Linked DNA regions of Sus scrofa: regions 2, 3 and 4 are each linked to region 1. A link is a contact called in public Hi-C and HiChIP or PLAC-seq data. All regions are on one chromosome and are shown on one strand. Each heading gives the region's core, a stretch centred on a gene start, on an enhancer-like site or on the middle of the called end of the contact. The rest is flanking DNA. Distances are from core to core; before and after follow the strand shown.

Region 1 (2,719 bases), core at 156-2,655:
TTAGTATCAAAAGACTGTTTACCATATTTTAAATTAAAAAGTCTATTGCTAATTAACATAAATTGGATGATCTACTAAATACATATATAGAAAGAATACTTAAATTTTCTAAACCCCGGATTCCTCATCTATAAAATGGGAATAACATTTCCTACTTAGAACTGATGAAGAATTTAAAGAAGGAGGGATTTAAAAATACTAAAACATGAGGACGTGCACAGTAAGGGCATTATTGTTATTAGAGCAAGAAAGAAAATAGTGTTCTTCCTTAGCAAATCTGAATCGTAAAATCTGGAATAGGATGCTAAACCATGTTTTGGCTCACTGGGCTATTCTCCCTCACGCTACCAATCCGCTACCAAACCTCTCCTCTTGGAAGGCTTAGGACTGACTCCCAGCACAGGAGCAGCCACGTGGCTCAATGCGCCATTTAAACGACGCATTCTGCATAACCCCTTCTGAATAACAATTGATAGACGATTTCCACTGTAAAACCATTAATTAGCACTAGGAGCGCTTTTATTACCACTTACTGTCAAAGAAAGCCCATATAGTCGTTAACCGCTGCCCACTCGGACCGCTAGCTGAGCTTCTAGAATATTCCAGGAGATGGCGCCTTTGCCTCTCAGTCTTTTGACAGCCTGAAGGCGAAACCTTCCGAAGGCACCGGCCTCCTCCAAGGTTAAGGGTCTGACCTCCGACAAAGACCTGCTCCAGGGTGATGGACAGAGGCCATACGGGCCTAAGTGGGACTGATTCGGCAATGGTTTGCCACATTCGGAAGCGGCGCGGAGCTCGGGACACTCTGCTCCGACAACCCCTGCTTTTCACTGGTGCGCCCCCGCCAAAGGTCCACTCTGGGTGAGACTGGCGGGGTAAAAGCGCGGGTGCAGCGGTAGCCCCAAGCCCTCCAGACGGCTAGGGGAGGCCTCACGTGCCTGTGCAGTGGACCCCGGGTACACTCACACCTTGACACCGGAGGCGCCAGGTGGTGGGGCTGTCAGGAAGGGCTGTGAAGGGGAGGGAATCTGCGATGACCTGAGCTCTGGCCGCTGGGCGGTGGAGGCAGGGCCCGGCGTCGGCCCTGGGGTTTCTACTTCAAACCCAGAAGCCAGAGCATTCCAAGAATGGGGTGGTGGTCCCAGGGACAGCCGCACGCCTGCGTCCACCACCACCACCACCACGTCACGGGAAGCTCTCCAAGCAGCCGGAGCCAGTGCCTGAGCGAACGCGTTCGCACGTCACCAGAGAACTGGAAGCCAGCGATCCGTCGCGACCTCTGGCTCGGACCAGCCCGCTGTGGCGGCCGGTGGGCGGGGCGTTGTCCGTGACGTCGCATCCCGTTTCGATTCTCCACCCCCTTCTCGGCCAGTATATAAGACTTTACCGGGCGTTCGCACTCTCACAAGTGTACCAGGGCGACGGGCGCGGGAGGTTGGAAGCGGCGGGGATTCGAGGGCAGAGGCCGGCTCGGTCGTGTGTCCGCGCCTCGGAGGTAGCAGCAGGCAGGGCAGAGCGACGAGGCGACCATGGAGCTCTTGCGGACTATCACCTACCAGCCGGCCGCCAGCACCAAGATGTGCGAGCAGGCTCTGGGCAAGGCTTGCGGCGGGGACTCGAAGAAGAAGCGGCCGCAGCCGCCCCCCGAGGAGCCGCAGCAGCCGCAGCCCCAGGCTCAAGTGCAGCCGGTGGCTCCGCACCACCATCACCACCACTCGCACTCGGGGGCGGAGATCTCTCGGATTATCGTCGATCCCACGACGGGGAAGCGCTACTGCCGCGGCAAAGTGCTGGGAAAGGTGACTTGCGGCGGGCGCCCGGCTGCCAGGCGGGAGGGAGGTCTGCCCCGGCGTCCTCGAGCAGGGCCGGACCCTGAGTCCCCGTGTCCGTCGCTTCTCGGTTACTGGGGGATCCAATCCCGGCGCGACGTGGGCTGCTCACCTGCCCAACTCTGGCTTTTGTGCGCCTGCAGCGCCGGGATCGGCTTCACATCCTTGGCCATGGCTCTGTCTGCCTCACGCAGCCTAAAGACGTTGATCTTGAAGCCAGAAGCGAGGGCTTTCTGCACCAGACCTAGAGAATTTTCTCTCTACCTGGCCCCCAGAGAATTTTCTTGACAAGTCTCCTCATACCTTTTTTCTCCTCTCCCCAGCCCCCACCCCCCACCCTCCCCACCGCCCGAAAGCACCTCTTTGTCAAGGGAAAAAAGGCAGTTTTAACTTACTGTTTTCAGGGATGCTTTTCCCTAACTGAAGGAGCTTTAAAAAAAAAAATAATAAAGTAGACTGCATCCCTCTGTCACCCTTTCTCTCCCATAATTTTGTGGGGTTTTTTTTCATTTATATGTTAAAAATATGTATTTGCCGTCCATGTTCCTGCCATACTCAGTTCCATCTCTGCTTTGTTTCCTTTCAGGGTGGCTTTGCAAAATGTTACGAGATGACAGATTTGACAAACAACAAAGTCTACGCTGCAAAAATTATTCCTCACAGCAGAGTAGCTAAACCTCATCAAAGGGAAAAGGTGTGTATGACTGTTGAGTAAAGTATTTTCTTTGTGTGCAGGGACAGCCCTTCCCTGTTAGGAAGATGTCTTCTGCATGTGTAAGCAACTGGGCTGAGGGAGGCTAATGAGACTGATATTGCTTTTTCTTTAGATCGACAAAGAAATAGAGCTTCACAGAATTCTCCATCATAAGCATGTAGTGCAGTTTTATCAC
Region 2 (2,719 bases), core at 153-2,652, 460 kb after region 1:
ACAGAAAAATATTAAGTATTACATTCAATAATATGCTATATAAGTTTCAAAATACTTATCAGTTTAGGCCAAGCAATCTCCTCCTCTTAAAAAAGACTTTTGACTTATAATTTATTGTGCTATGGTTAAATTGAGTACTTTATAAGTAGATCCTGATAGAGTAATAATTCTCAGATTAAACTCTTATTAGTTATTCAAATTTGTTTCTGCAATTTGAAATTCATTTACCTTTAAGGGTACTCTCAGGAGTTCCTGTCGTGGCGCAGCAGAAATGAGTCCAACTAGGAACCATGAGGTTGCAGGTTCAATCCCTGGCTTAACTCAGTGGGTTAAGGATCTGGTGTTGCCGTGAGCTGTGGTGTAGGTCGCAGACACAGCTCGGATCTGATGTTGCAGTGGCTGTGGCGAAGGCTGGCAGTTGTAGCTCCAATTCGACCCCTAGAGTGGGAACCTCCATATGCCACAAGTACGGCCCTAAAAAGCAAAATTAAATTAAAATGAAATGAAATAAAATAAAATAAAATAAAATAATCAGGTACAATCAGATCTCAGTGATACTATTTGGAGCAAAGAGAAGACAGTTTAATCTTAGCTTCAAATATAACCTATAAATTTCATATCAAACTCTCGTTATTACCATCAAAACTTGACACACTTGCAGAAATGCTCAGCTCTGTAACTTCCCTGGTAAGCAATATGCCTACCACATAGCTCTGCAGAACTAAGTGTTAAATTACACTTGCAGTTGCTATTTCACTGATAAGTCAATAGCCTCAGGATGATGAGAATTAAAACTCTGTTGAATTATCAAGATGGAGACTTATCCGGAATGAATGAGATTAACCAAAATGGCCATGGGCTTTGGAGTCAGAACGACTATGGTTCTCATGCTGGCATCACCACTTTTTTTAGCTGCAAGACCTCAATGTAATTAATAAGATTTTCTGACTATAGTTTCCCCATTTGGAAAATCTTTCTTTGTAACATGTTGGGAGAGTTCAATGAAACAGGGCAGATAGTTCCCCTAGCACAGAAGCTGGGATTTAGAGGCTCTCAGTAAAGGGTGACTCTGAGATGCAGAAGGGGAGGGAGTGGCTGGAGGGAATAAGTGAGCAGACAGCTGGGTGGGTGCAGAATCAGGGCCAGTTCCTCTGACCTCCACGCAGGGCTCTGTACACCTCAGTGGGACCTCTTCCCCAGCGCAGCTCAGGGCTGCACAGCAGCAGCTATGCTAAAGTGAGACACTCCTGCAACCTTGTCCTAGCACCAAGCATTTGAGATCTTTCTGATGATTCCACACCAAGCTTGTATCTTTGTTTGCATGTGCTTTCAGCCATCTGTGGTCAGCCAGGGCATGCCTAGGGAATTCCTTCCCCTGTAATAGTTGACTAATGGCAAAACATGCCCCATTTGTCAAGCTGCAGTGAAAAAAATACCAGTCATGCTCCAACTTGTAGGGTAGCCTCAGACTCGAGGTAAACTGCCCCTCAGGGTACACTGGTGTCTCTCTATCCTCTCTTCAAGTCACCTGGCAAATTCCTATTCACCCTTCACAGGTGGGACACAAACTCTACCTTCTCTCTATAGCTTCCCTAAACTTTGTGTTAGGGACCACTGTGATAATTCCACCTGTGAGTTCATATGATACTGTATGTAGAACTATTACATAGCAATTTTAATGTAGTATTCTAATTATCTATTTATATAAGCCTCTGCAATGGTTACTAACTATTGTTTTACACTAACCTCTTTAGGAATTGTTTTAAATCTTGGATTTTTTTCATTACATTATGGGCACATGCATGCACACTCGTGCGCGCGCGCGCGCGCGCACACACACACACACACACACACACACACACACACCCTAGGAGGATCACAAGCATCTTGAAAGTCGTTCACCCTTAGGAATTTGTGGAGTCAACATTGGGAGCTCCCATTCAAATCCTGGCACATCTTCATTTATGCTTTTCTTACAAATCACAGCAACTGGCACATTGTAGGCACTTGATAAATGAATGAATAAATAAATGAACCAAAATCTACCTAAGAGAATGGAGAGATTTTTTTCCTTAAAGTAGATTCAGAGAATCTCTAATTATCTCAGAAAAAAACTGGATGCTAGAGAGTCTCTGAAGAAGTTTTGGTCAACTCCTGCAAGGCTTTCTAGACCCACTGACATAACCCTATTTTGATTCTCTTGTCAAATGCTGCTATATGAGGAAGACCATAAGTAGAGGGCAAAACGAGTTACACTCAGTCTCTGAAATATGAGCTACAACAATTGTTCACAGGAGCACAGGTTAAATGAGGGGAGATTATTTCCTGCTTTGGTCCCCTGTTTCTATTACAGGCCATTCAAAGGCAAATGGAGAAGAATGTGTTTTGCCTTTTTGGAAAAATGGTGAAACTTCAGCTGGTAGTCTCTCCTTATAGATGTGTCCCATCCGTTGCAGTTACATGGGCATACAGCTACAGGCTCCCACCGAAGGTGGCAAAAGCCCAGGAGAAGGCTACCCAGGGGCTGTAGTAAAAGGCTGGGGGAGGTGGGGTGTGCAGGGCATTTAGACGGTCTTCATAATAATGTCCAGGAGCTCACTGCCTGTGAACAGAGCTCTTTCTCTCCAACAGGAGAGTCTCTCAAATCCTGAGACTTGAACCTGGCTTCTAACTGTCAGAATGGATAATTCCTTGGAGAAGGAAGGGGCTTTTCAACCTA
Region 3 (2,719 bases), core at 108-2,607, 350 kb after region 1:
CTGGACATCTCTGTGTGGTCAGGATAGTAACCAAGTCAGAGCTGGGGATGGGGGACAGAATTCAGGGTTCTCATGCAGACCTACTCAATGGTTCATTAAGATGCCTTCACTTGTGGGAATCAGAAAACCTAGCTAGGGTATCTGCTGATTTGTGGGCCCAAAAAGTCCCCAGAAGAAGAGTGACTTCCAAGTGCTACTTAACCTAGGGGCTTAAATTACATAACAAATATTCAGGTTTTCTTCTTTTTAGCTGCAGTTCTTTTGTATTATTTTATTTGGGCAGGACCTGGCCTTATGGTCCTGAGATAGCTGCCAACAGTTCTGTGAGCTGTATCTTTATCAGCACCCCAGGAAAAGTTCTGTGGCAGCTGAGGTCACTTGCCCAGTACTGGTTCAATCACTCCAAGCCAAGGGCCTGAATGCCCTGATGGCCTTAGTCCACCATATGATGCTTCCCTGGAGCAAAAGTACAGCCAACTCCCTGAAATGACATAGATCCAAACTTCAAGAATCAAGAGATGCTGGGCAGAAAAAAGTTGATATTGGCAGAGGCAGCCAAACAACCACCCAGATATACTTGTCAGTCTCCTAGCAAATATGAGACCTCACAATTCACCTCCTTTTTGTTTCTGATTTTTCACTTCAACCAGGCATATCCCTTCATGGTTTTTCTGAAAAAGTTACAGCATGACTCTAGCCTTTTCAGCCAATGCTTTTCCTCTCTGGCTGTCTTCTACACCTACTTCTCCAGAAGAAAAAAAAATGAGTCATACCAGAAATAGCATGAGATATCTTTAAATTTAAACACTTTCTCACTGTCTGGGAGGCACTTTTTTGGTCAAAGAGTCTTCATGGGCAAATATACATGCATAAGAGGTATGGCCTGTGATTAAAGGACTGTAAGATGCCATCTTTGTGTGGTTTAGAATGTGTCTTTGTTTTAGAGAAACTAGCTCTATTGTTATAACCTTGGGTATGCTTAATAATAAATAAAGTGATAAGTGACAAATCAGGTAATAGTTTGTACTTCCTAATTGAAGGTTCAAAATTTCCTGGAGCATAGAACTCTAGGAAATAATATCCAGGAGCATGTACTATGTACTAAGTTTATGTAAAACAGTATATCTCTACACACAGAGAGAAACTTTAGACTCACTCCTATATAGGTCTTATATTCTTAAACCAAAAAGGTAATTCTTGCTAAAGAGTCATTTCAGACTAAATCCAATAAGATTTGGCTACCAGGCAAGCCAGAATGCTCTCATCAGAGCAAAAGATTGCTGACCACCACCTTATATTCACACAGTGTGAACAATGGACCAGGCACTTTATTGCAAAAGCAGCCTCCAGTGCCAGATGACAGTCACACACTGTGTGCCATGGAACAAGTCCCAGAGGGACAGCTGAACAGGGTGTGCACAAGGTCAAGGAAACAACAAACCTTTGCAGTCCACACAATGGATATTCAATAATCTGAGAGTCCCTTTTTTCTATCCACTTGTTTCCAACATGTGTCAAAATCCATCTAAGAAAGCACGACTACGTGAATGAAGAGAGATGAAATGAAGAGAGTTTACCAGTAAACTCCACTGGCTTGAGTTTACCCACGTCTCAAATGCTGACAACTTCCAAGCACACGTGTATTTCAGCCAAGGCTGCCAGAGGCAGAGCCCAGCCCCTTAAGCATTTGTGACATCATCTGTGTCCTTCACACAGTGCTGGTTCAGCCTCCCCACCTTATAAATCCTGCGTGCATGTCATCACAGGAGCTCTGGCTTCCTGCTGGAGAAAGCCCCGGTGACCCAGGACTCATCAGCTCTCTGTCCTTGCCGTGGCTTTGACTATTGCCGAGTCTGCATCTTGGCCCAGACTCCAAAGAGTTAGTTCTTTGGAGGGTCTTGAGCCAAAGCCTCAGCTGGAGAGGAAATGTTGGGCAGTGTCTTTTGTCATAGATAAGATTTAATGAGACCAGATGTGTGATTAAAAGAAGTTCAGAGGAAGTTGGGCTGGAGCTTTTTGATGATCGTTTAAAAGGCTTTTACCTCCCCATTTGAGCAAAAAACTTAAGCACATTTAAAGTAGAGGACAGCTATTTGATTTAAGTTGCAAGGGCAAATCCATTGGATTTGAAGCTGGAGGGTTGGACAAATGGAGGAGGAAAAGGTTGAAGTGGGAATAAAAGACAGTTACTAAGAATGAATTACCCCAAACTCAAATTGATCCCTCAGTCTCTTAGAAGCTCATAGCTGCTATCGGGTAATTCTCTGACATTGTGAGACCTTGACCGTTTTGCCAAAGAAACCAAATCTAAAAAGGAAACCTTATACCTTCTTTATATCCATGAGGGGGCATGATTTAGGCTTAGGGAAATATACTTCTGAAAGAGGATTAGCTCCTCAAACAGACAAACCAATAAATAAACCCTAGCAGGAATTTGAAAATTTAGTTTCAGAAAGTTAGACAGTCTAATCCATGGGGCTTTTTCCATGAGTATGTGTATCTAAAAACTAGAGACAATTTGATGTTTTTCTTAAATAGGCTATGTGGCTGCTAGCAACATAAAAGACCATAATTCTAAAAACAATATTTAATGTTTGTAAACTCAGTTTTCTTTCTGTATTGTCATAGGCAGAGAGAAAAAGTGAATTGAGAGTCAGCAACTGGGATCTGGGGTTGAAACTACCACTTAGGGGTCATTGAGTCCTGTGAAAACCACTTG
Region 4 (2,719 bases), core at 126-2,625, 330 kb after region 1:
ACCGTCTCATATTTCTTGATATTTTAAATTATCCCACTGCTTATATATCAGATGCTCCTAAGAGGTTTGAATAATGAACAAGCAAGTGAATATTAGTCTTTTGAAAGTAAGTGGATGTCAACTTAAAAGTACAATATGCTGCACTGCATTCAGAGATCTACTCAAATCTCTTCTTGGTTTCATCTTGTATGGTTATTTCATTAAAACAATGTCATGACTCATGATATGTTCTGCCTCTTTTCAAAGGAATACATCTCTTATGTAGAGTCTGCCTAGATTCTGAAGAGCTTTGAAGCTGGGGAAAAGACAGAGTGGTAATAACAAAGTCATAATAAAGTCAAATAATGGAGAGGGAATTTGAGCAATGGTGCTAATGACTCAGCTGGCAGAAGGCTGGGCAAAATGGCCCGGATGTGAGTGGAGGTTGGGATGCTCTGATGATCGAGTAGCTAATATGCTCAAGAGTGCTTGTTTTGTGCCAGGCACTGTTCTCAGCACTTCACATGTATTAATTTACAGAATCATTGCAACAATCCTATGAAGTTACTATTATTATCCTCTATTTCAGATGAATAAACTAAAATATGGAGAAGTTAAATGACATGGTGACGGTCACACAGCCAGCAAATAGTTGAGCTAGAATAAAGTCCTAGCATGCTAGCTCAAGGTTCTGCACTTATCCACTGTGCCATATTGCCTCTCATTTGCTACAAGAGAGATATTTAAGGAAGGAGGGATTAGATTTGTGAAATACAGAGAATTCAGTTTTCCAAATGCCTGGGGAAAAAAGGCAGAGGAAGTTTCCTGTGATCACTTTCTTTGCTGTGCTTTCTTACAAATGGACAAAGAGAGGGATAGAGTTTATTCAGCCAGTCAAAAATTAAATAAAAATTGATTTTCCAACCTTGGCTGTCACATAAATATTCCAAAAAGCTTAAAAAACACAAAGTCTGGTTTACAACCAAAAGAATGCATTATCCCCACATGGTAGCAACATGATGATAGAAAAAGCTTTACAATGAAAGTGTCACAAAATAAAAACTCCCCAACAGACGCTTGTAAGAACAATGACTACAATTCCCAATCAACACAATCACGTGAGAAATGAAGCCATTGAAACAACTATGTTTGGATGTTGGAGGAAGTAGAGGAGTGTTTTTGTTTGTTTGTTTTTTGTTTTGTTTTTGGGTTTGTTTTTTTTTATAAGGTTGCTGTTTTAGTGTAATATAGAGCAATACTAATTGAGGGGAAATATCAATGGAACTATCCTGATGGTAGGGATGTAGCTTCCATCTTGAGGACAGAAGGTATAATTCTTCTTCCAGGGATAGCATTAAGTCTGTCTGTCTGTTTCTGTTTCCCTTCCTCTATCCATGTGAAATGACTGATTCAGAAGGAACTAAGCCATACTCTGAATCATTTCTTGTTTCATCTAAAGTAAGCTTGTCTAGGAGCATTTCTAGAAATATTCTGGTCATGCTTGGTTTTACTCTTTGGTTCAAGGTAAACCAAATAAATATTTGCTTTAAAGAAACGTCCCAGCCTAGGCCTCTAGGTAAAGATGTAGGATCCAGTGAGAATATTCAGTAGTTCTGTGGCAAATGATTCAGCAAACTTGAAATCCATACGGCCCTCGTGTCTGTAGTCAGCAGCCCACACCACCTCACCCGTTTCCCCAAGTAAACATCTTGATGACATAGCACTGAACAATTATGTCATTGCTCCCAGCTTGAAGGATATTAACCCAAATTCATAAAAGCATACTCTAGTAGCATGCATACAATATGTGTTGTTTTTAAGATCACTCATCCAAGGAGGCAACTGGTATATCTTAGAATATTTAGTATGATGTTTTATACAATTCCATAAAGAGGTCCATTATTTTAAAAACAAAAACAAAAACACCCAAAACAAGGCTTAAGTATAGAGAAGACAATAGTTTATATAGAAAGATACTTTAAGGACAGATGTCATATCTTATCCTTTTATATGTTAATACTTGCTTTCCTTTTTTAAAAAGGCATTCACATCTCACTCTCATCTGCAGAATTAAATTACATTTTTTCTTTCACACAAATTGTATTACTTTTTTTTTTTTTTTTGGCCTCCCCCCAGTATATGGAGTTCCCAGGCCAGGCCAGGGATCAGATCCTTGTGTGCAACCTATGCTGCGGCACCTCAGGATCCTTAACCACTGTGCCTGGCGAGGGCAGGGGCGGGGGATTAAACTTGTGTCCTGGTGCTGCAGAGATGCTGCTGATCCTGCTGTGCAATAGCAGGAACTCCTTAAATTATCTTTTTAAAAGAATAGTTGGAAAAGTTAAAATTCTTTTCCTTGAGATTGTAGTGGAATTTTTTAAAAAGAAATTTTAACCGGGGAGGAGTTCTCACTGTGGCTCAGCAATAACAAACCCGACTAGTATCCAAGAGAATGCAGGTTCAGTCCCTGGCCTCACTTAGTGGCTTAAGGTTCCAGCATTGCCATGAGCTGTGGTGGAGGTCACAGACATGGCTTGGATTTGGTGTTGCTGTGGCTGTTGTGTAGACTAGCGGCTATAGCTCCGATTCGACAGCTCCAATTCAACCCCTAGCCTGGAAACTTCCTTTTTTGTGTGTGGGGGGCCGCAGTGGTGGCATGTGGAGGTTCCCAGGCTACAGGTCAAATCAGAGCTATAACACCCGTCCTACGCTACAGCCACAGCAACGCAGGATCTGAGCC

The links. Hi-C and Micro-C count contacts between places; a contact is called where the count stands out from the background. HiChIP or PLAC-seq counts read pairs in DNA pulled down with a chosen protein or histone mark.
Region 2: a contact with region 1 is called in a Hi-C map of embryonic fibroblasts, with 6 times the contacts expected there. The contact joins the enhancer-like site here to the promoter of PLK2 in region 1. A contact is called at or near these places in 2 of 5 promoter capture datasets (fetal liver and liver), 2 of 47 Hi-C or Micro-C datasets (embryonic fibroblasts and epiblast stem cells) and 1 of 2 datasets of contacts at active chromatin or transcription factors (skeletal muscle).
Region 3: a Hi-C map of liver shows a contact between it and region 1, with 7 times the contacts expected there. The contact joins the enhancer-like site here to the promoter of PLK2 in region 1. A contact is called at or near these places in 3 of 5 promoter capture datasets (fetal skeletal muscle and liver), 20 of 47 Hi-C or Micro-C datasets (brain, embryonic fibroblasts, fetal heart ventricle and 10 more) and 2 of 2 datasets of contacts at active chromatin or transcription factors (alveolar macrophages and skeletal muscle).
Region 4: a contact with region 1 is called in an H3K27ac HiChIP or PLAC-seq map of alveolar macrophages. The contact joins the enhancer-like site here to the promoter of PLK2 in region 1. A contact is called at or near these places in 2 of 5 promoter capture datasets (both in liver), 17 of 47 Hi-C or Micro-C datasets (brain, embryonic fibroblasts, fetal heart ventricle and 9 more) and 2 of 2 datasets of contacts at active chromatin or transcription factors (alveolar macrophages and skeletal muscle).

The regions. Positions count from the first base shown.
Region 1 is chr16:37,303,800-37,306,518 of Sscrofa11.1, reverse strand. It overlaps PLK2 (serine/threonine-protein kinase PLK2), which reads left to right and starts at 1,405. Exons shown (of 14, transcript XM_003133981.5): 1 at 1,405-1,799; 2 at 2,416-2,523; 3 at 2,657-2,719. The coding sequence starts at 1,530.
Region 2 is chr16:36,845,709-36,848,427 of Sscrofa11.1, reverse strand. The region is part of intron 3 of LOC102159433 (a long non-coding RNA gene); the gene reads right to left. Among named protein-coding and RNA genes, the nearest start is that of MIR9799, 110 kb to the right of the region's middle. Within about 2 kb of position 1,402, at least 5 of the 83 cell types and tissues checked have an H3K27ac peak or open chromatin away from gene starts, as enhancers often do. A contact at or near this core is called in embryonic fibroblasts, where this site is marked.
Region 3 is chr16:36,952,624-36,955,342 of Sscrofa11.1, reverse strand. All of the region lies in intron 6 of LOC102159433 (a long non-coding RNA gene), which reads right to left. Among named protein-coding and RNA genes, the nearest start is that of MIR9799, 220 kb to the right of the region's middle. Within about 2 kb of position 1,357, at least 10 of the 83 cell types and tissues checked have an H3K27ac peak or open chromatin away from gene starts, as enhancers often do. A contact at or near this core is called in fetal skeletal muscle, liver and skeletal muscle, where this site is marked.
Region 4 is chr16:36,976,032-36,978,750 of Sscrofa11.1, reverse strand. All of the region lies in intron 6 of LOC102159433 (a long non-coding RNA gene), which reads right to left. Among named protein-coding and RNA genes, the nearest start is that of MIR9799, 240 kb to the right of the region's middle. Within about 2 kb of position 1,375, at least 3 of the 83 cell types and tissues checked have an H3K27ac peak or open chromatin away from gene starts, as enhancers often do. A contact at or near this core is called in alveolar macrophages, where this site is marked.